2 separate regions of the Danio rerio genome follow, and region 1 is linked to region 2. A link is a contact called in public HiChIP or PLAC-seq data. All regions are on one chromosome and are shown on one strand. The core of a region is the stretch at or near the end of the contact, and the rest is flanking DNA. Distances in the headings are between cores, read along the strand shown.

Region 1 (3,484 bases), core at 191-2,690, 75 kb before region 2:
CTTTTATTCTAGCCAAAATAAAACAAATAAGACTTGCTCCAGAAGAAAAAAATATTATCAGACATACTGTCAAAATTTCCTTGCTCTGTTAAACATCATTTGGAAAAAAAATAAAAAATGATTAGTTGTATATGTTACATTATATAAATTAGAATTTTAAAAAAAATTTTGAAGGGAGGCTAATAATTCTGACTTCAACTGAATGTTAATATTATATTGAAACATTTGTTTATATTTTCCAAAGCAACCAACCACAGAGTTATGGGATCAGAAAAATATCAATCTGTAAACAATTTTTAGATTTTAAATGAGAAAAATAAAATAGCTTCATGAATGCGAGCAAAAAAGTCTGCTAGTTTACAGTATAAGACATACTTTATAGAAATTCTGTGAATTAAACTGCACAACCCAAAAGAAGCAATGCTAATCAAAAGGATAATGGTTGCTCTCTATAGAACAAAAATTATTGATTTTATTTAACATTTTTTGCATTTTGAGGAAAAAAACTTTGTTAGGGATGTTTGTTAGTTTTTTTTTTAATTTTTGCAAGTTTGAGTATTTTTACAGTAAAATACAAGTCTACATAAAAAAACCTAGAAAGGGTTTCGCTATTTTTTTTACTTTTGCATGGAATTGCTCAATTGAAGTTTTATATTTTGTCAAAGCAGATATTTATGCAAAAATAAAACATACTTATTCATATAGCCTCATTATATAAATGTTTTAAAAACGTACTGCTGACAAAGAAGTAAAATCTAGTGGTTTAAATGAAAGCGACAAAAATCAAATTTAATAAATAAATACAATAAATGCTTTCCTTGTTAATTGTTACATTTTGCAAAAAAAAAAAAAAAAACAATTACATTAGCAACAATTAAATAATAAATAAAACAATAATTAAATAATCAACATAGTGGTATAAATCATAGTATGGGGAGGGGAATGTAAAGTTGCATATTTATTGTATTTTTTTATTCTCGAAACCCCTTTTTATTTGTTTACAAACTATGAATGTATAATCCTTTGTAAAATAATGAACTTTGTAACATGAATATGAAAGTAATTTCCTTTTCATAACTAACGTTAAAGAATTCCGTAGAAATATCATTAATCGCCTAATTCCCTGTTTAACAATGCAAATCTGCTATAAACGGTCTGTATAGTATAAAGAGCTGAAGGAGTTGACTGCAGTAACGTTAAATCACATGCCGTAAAAAAGGAAGAAAGCAGAAATAAATTCTCCTTACCAGTTGACAGCTCCAGATCTAACATCTTCTTCTACCGGAATATTTACAATAAGACAACTAAATTAATAAATAGACAAACATGTATTCAAGAGATATTGAAGAGAGTATTTCGGATGTTTTACAGCATAGAACAATAATTTTCATCCAACTGTTTATTCACTTCAGCAGAAAGGAAAAGTAACCGACCGGAAGTGGAGTAATTCATTGACATTTTCTTTCAAAATAATAGTTCGATGTTGGTCTGGTGGTACCATCAGGAAAGATTAAAACACATGGAACATATTTAAATAATTTCCTTTGACTTCTTCTAAATTTGCAATTAAACAAAAGGGGAAAACACCCAGCATTATGGTTTATATGATGTTTCTTAAAATAAGTTGTGCTTTGGGAGTCAAAATGAGACATCCAAAATTGGTTTCGACATCAAATAAAAATTCAAAAAATGTAATTAATAAATTGATTTTGATTGATTGAATGATTTAATTGATAAAAACATATTGATTGTAAGTGTCTATATATTTATTCAAATTATATTTGTGAAAATTGTCGAAACAATCTTACACTGTAATTGAGCATTCAACATTTTCCTTCTGTGCTGTACTTATAATATAGAAAGTAATATCCTATTAAAATTTAAATGATTAAAAAGCTATTAAGTTAAACATAGTGTTGTGCAAAGATTAAATGTGATTAATCTCATCCAAAATAAAAAAATAAAAAGTGTGTGTGTGTGTGTGTGTGTGTGTGTGTGTGTGTGTGTGTGTGTGTGTGTGTGTGCTGTGCATATTTATTTTGAATTTATGCATGAATACATATAATTGCAAAAATGTTTATATCAACTTTTTTGTGTATAGTCTTTGTTTATATTTAGATATAACATATAAATGTATATAATAAAAAATTTACATATTTAAACATATATGTGACAAAAAAGTTGTTCTGTGTATGTGTGTGAATCACATATACATAACAAATGTATAAAAAAACACATTATGTCAAAATGGATGAGATCAATTATGATTATTCTTTGCTTAGCACTAGATAAAAGCTAAAATCTAAAAGCTATAAAGCCTCACATTATGTACTTTCTTCATCCCTACAACTGTACACAGAATGATCATTCATTCATTTATTTTCCTTTGGCTTCTGTCCCTTTATTCATCAGGGGTCCCCACAGTGGAATGAATCGCCAACTTATCCAGCATATATTTTACGCAGCAGTTGCCCTTTCCGTTGTAATCCAGTACTGGGAAACACCCATACACACTCATTCATAGGCATGCACTACATTCAGTTTAATTTATTCAATTCACCTATAGAGCATTTCTTTGAACTGTGGGGGAAACTGAAGCACCCGGAGGAAACCCACAAAATGCCACCTGACCCAGCCGAGGCTCGAACCAGCGACCTTCTTGCTATGAAGCGAGAGCGCTACCGACTGCACCACCGTGCATGTTATAATTAAAATTATTAATTACATCTTTTATTAATTAATCTAACGCTATTTATTATTATTATTATTATTATTATTATTATTATTATTATTATTATTATTATTATCTTCATGACTCAAACTCATTCTTTAAGCTCTTATTTTGAAAAAACCGTTTTCGAGTCGTTCCGGATGTTGCACTCACACCCTCTGGAAGTTTTGTATCGTCGCGGGTTGGATGTTCGAGGATGGCGGCGCAAACAGAGAGAGGGATTCTCCTCAGTGCGGTACGAAGGCTTATTACATCTCTTATTACAACCTGACACGTGTAATTAACGCATAGCAGTAGGCACAATGTTAACAGACGATATACTGAAAAGTTATTCGCGAGAATTTCCCGCACTGTTAGCATTGTCAAGTTGACGGGTTACATGCCATTTTAAATTCCCTATGCGTTTGCTCTTGACGTACAACAATTAATGTTACTAGCGTGTGTGAAACTATATGTTGTCATTTTTACTGCATTTGTTTTCCTGTGACGCGTGTCTGTTGACCTATCAAAATGCTCAGAAATTTAAATTTGACTTTCAGTTTTGTTTCTCTGTCAGTGAGATTTGTCTAATCGAGACTGAGTCGAGCTTTTTTTCTTAATAGTTTAAACCCCGACTTTCGCGCGTCTTTAAACTTTGTCTATCGCAGTGTAAACATGCCCCCAGTCTGATGTGTAACTTACAATTAATATAGATGAAAAACAGCGGCTCCGTTTGGGCATAAACGGAATGATGCATAGAAACTTTCATAACTT
Region 2 (3,145 bases), core at 215-2,714:
ACATCTCAGGAGAGATCAGAAAATGGCTGTACATTGTCGCTTCCCATCCAACCTGATAGAGCTTGAGCAGTACTGCAAAGAGGAATGTGCCAAAAATTCTCAAAGACTGGTGGGCCAAGCTTGTAGCATCATATTCAAAAAGACTTGAGGCTGTAATTGTTACCAAAAGGCGCATCAACAAAGTATTGAGCAAAGGCTGTGAATACTTCTGTACATGTGATTTTTCAGATTTTTTTTTTTTAATAAATTTGCGACAATTTTAGAACATATTTTTTCACATTGACGTTATGGGGTATTGTGTGCAGAATTTAGAGGAAATAAATTAATTTAATCCCTTTTGGAATAAGGCGGTAACAAAAAAAAACTGAAAAAAAGTGAAGCGCTATGAATACTTTCCGCATACACTGTATGTCCCACTGCTAATAGACAAACTCTATTTTTCACTTTCACATAAGAGTTTGCAGTGTTTGGATTCAGCTGTTTTATAAAATGTATGCATTTTGCCAATAATAATAAAAAATATTCAAAAGGTGTAACATTTTGCAATGTTGGATAGCTTTTGAGACATTCGATGGAGCTGAAATTTAAAAGGAAAATACAGTTTAATATATTTTGCAAAAACAAAGGGCAAATATGTTTGGAGTAAACATTAACAAAGTCACAGTTAGATATATTTAAAATAAACAGATTAACCCAGTATCTAGCTAATATTATGTTACTTTAATAACATAACTTTAAAGAAACAATGTGCAACTTTTTTTTAAAGTGAAGTTATATTGGAGTTGTTCTACACTGATACAAAATAACATCTGATTTTGACAGACAAGAGCAAAAATATATTTGTGCTAAAAACATTATCTTTTAAAGTGATGTTTTTATGATAAAAAATGTTACTTTCGTTCCTGCTCTTCCCTATAGAAGTCAAGATTGCCAGTATTTAGCTTTCTTTAAAAGATCTTCTTTTAGGTTCAGCAGATAAACTCATTACGCTTTGAAACTAAATGATGGGGAGTAAATAGTGAGTAAATTTAAATGTTTGGGTGAACTGTACTTTTAAAAGCGCTTCGTTGAAAGCATAAGCTTATTATTTTATGTTCCCTCTTCTTTCATTTTTGGTAAATATACGAAAAATGGCAATAGAACTGAACCACCCACAAAGACCAATGCATGAATAAATAATAACCGAAACTGTGACATGATCTCGACACTCAAGCAGATTAATATCTGTATTATATGTCTGTGAAGAGCTCAAATTTAATAAGGCCAGGCGAAACGATATTTTCGCTTTGTTGTGCTTTTCATATTGATAAACTTGACACTAAGTAAGGTAACGCTGACGTCAACAACCTATCGTCATGTAGGGAAAAAGTAGGGAAAACAGTCTGGTGAGTGACAGCCCAAATAGCCAATAGCGTGGTCCTCAGCGGCTGTTCTTTAAAGAGTACTCCAATACGCATCGAGGAAGGGAGGGGGTGAGGCAATTGGGCGTCGAAGCGAAGTTAGGTTGACGAATGGTAACCAACAAGAGGACTACGAGTTAAAAATTGGATTATTTAATCATCTGACTGGCTTTAACGTTACGTGAACGGACGCGGAGCCCGTTAAGGAGAACACACGGATGATATTGTCGGTTCTGGAGGCCGTCGTTGCGTTTGGATGTGTTTCGGGAAGACCTCCGCTTCTCGCGCATAGGTCGCGCGACAGATTAGCTGCGGCGTGCTGAGAGACCGAGTTCAAGAAATCACAAGTTGCACGCGCGAGAGGAGGAAGACCCTTCCGCGCGATTTTACTGCTGCCCGCCCGACAAATGTGGACGCTTGGCTCTCCTATTATGACGTAGTTGGCGGTTCGTGACACATTGTTGACTCAAGTGTAGTTACATCTTATGAAAGAGGCCCTAAAGTACCTGGCTAAATGATTGTAATTTCATGTTAACGGATGACAACCACTGCAGTTTTGACAGATTCGGATATTTCGATATATTTGGCATCGGCTTGTTTTTGTTCGTGATTCTGTTTAATTCTGTTTCCCAGGACAGCTGGGCTGTTGTAAAACTTGCAATCCGCGTCTCCGCTTTTTAATTTATTTTGAATAATCAACATTGATCGAAAATGGCTTTTGGTGGTGTTATTTGCTTGTCTTGAAATCAATCTTTCATGCAGCCTTTTACGTTTGATAGGATGTGAAAATGTCTGGCACATCTTAAGCACCAAAGATGATGGACTTTACAGTAACGTTGAAATATTTCGACTTCTAATTCAGTGTTTCATATCAATAACAACCGGGAGACCTGTTATAGTGAAACTGTTATTTATTCATAATCGATTTAACTTGCTTCTTAAAAATTCATTTGGAGGATTTTGCTGTGAACTTTTAACTTCATAGACACTTAGAGCATCCTCTGGATTTACAGAAGTCTCAATGTCGGTGGATGAAGCCTGTTTTAAAAGTTCAGCATTTTCCACACAGGGGAAACGATTATAAACAAGCTGCTCTTAAAGTGAGAGTGTTTTGAGAAAGAACACTGGTCAAAATGGCAAGTGAATGCACCTACGACTCTGATGACACCTTTCGCACTACTAAACACTCAGCGGACGAGCAGCGGGCACGCGCGGGATTTGTGAACGGCGACTGCGCGTCCGTCTCTACTTCAGCCCTCTTCGAGGTCATCGACGGCTCGCTTTTCCGCAAAAAGTTGGAGAAGGGTTTTGTCCAGTATCGGGAGGTTCTGGCTGAAGATAAGCGACTTCAGTCTATTGTCACCTTCCACGAGAAGAGACCCGGCAAGTCGCACCACACCCTCGAGGACACATACAGGCTGGTGGCCGAGCACTACTGGTGGGAAGGTTTGTCATTTTCCTGTTGCTTATTATATTTTTGTTACTACCAATACACTATACTGAACTGCCTGTTTTAAATTAGTTTTATATCCGAACTTTTAATTAAATAATCACCGTGAAAGTCACTTCAAAATCACTTAATCAAAACATTGGTATTAATTTGTTTATATTTATAAATTTATAATACTATGTAACGTTATGTGTTTATGAGAGCTGTCAACATCCTTCGTGCAACAGCGACTATTGGCTATGTAAGTTTATGCAAATGATCCACCTGACTTGGTTGAAGACTTGTATTAGCTCAA

Evidence for each region. HiChIP or PLAC-seq counts read pairs in DNA pulled down with a chosen protein or histone mark.
Region 1: an H3K4me3 HiChIP or PLAC-seq map of embryo shows a contact between it and region 2, with 2.1 times the contacts expected there. The contact joins the promoter of commd6 here to the promoter of si:dkey-229b18.3 in region 2. A contact is called at or near these places in 2 of 4 datasets of contacts at active chromatin or transcription factors (embryo and gastrula embryo).

What each region holds. Positions count from the first base shown.
Region 1 is chr9:32,253,180-32,256,663 of GRCz12tu, reverse strand. commd6 (COMM domain containing 6) reads right to left here and starts at 1,440. Exons shown (of 7, transcript XM_001332052.7): 1 at 1,248-1,440. The coding sequence starts at 1,272. morc3a (MORC family CW-type zinc finger 3a) reads left to right here and starts at 2,901. Exons shown (of 19, transcript NM_001089366.1): 1 at 2,901-2,966. The coding sequence starts at 2,928.
Region 2 is chr9:32,178,235-32,181,379 of GRCz12tu, reverse strand. si:dkey-229b18.3 reads left to right here and starts at 1,464. Exons shown (of 7, transcript XM_682097.9): 1 at 1,464-2,846. The coding sequence starts at 2,534.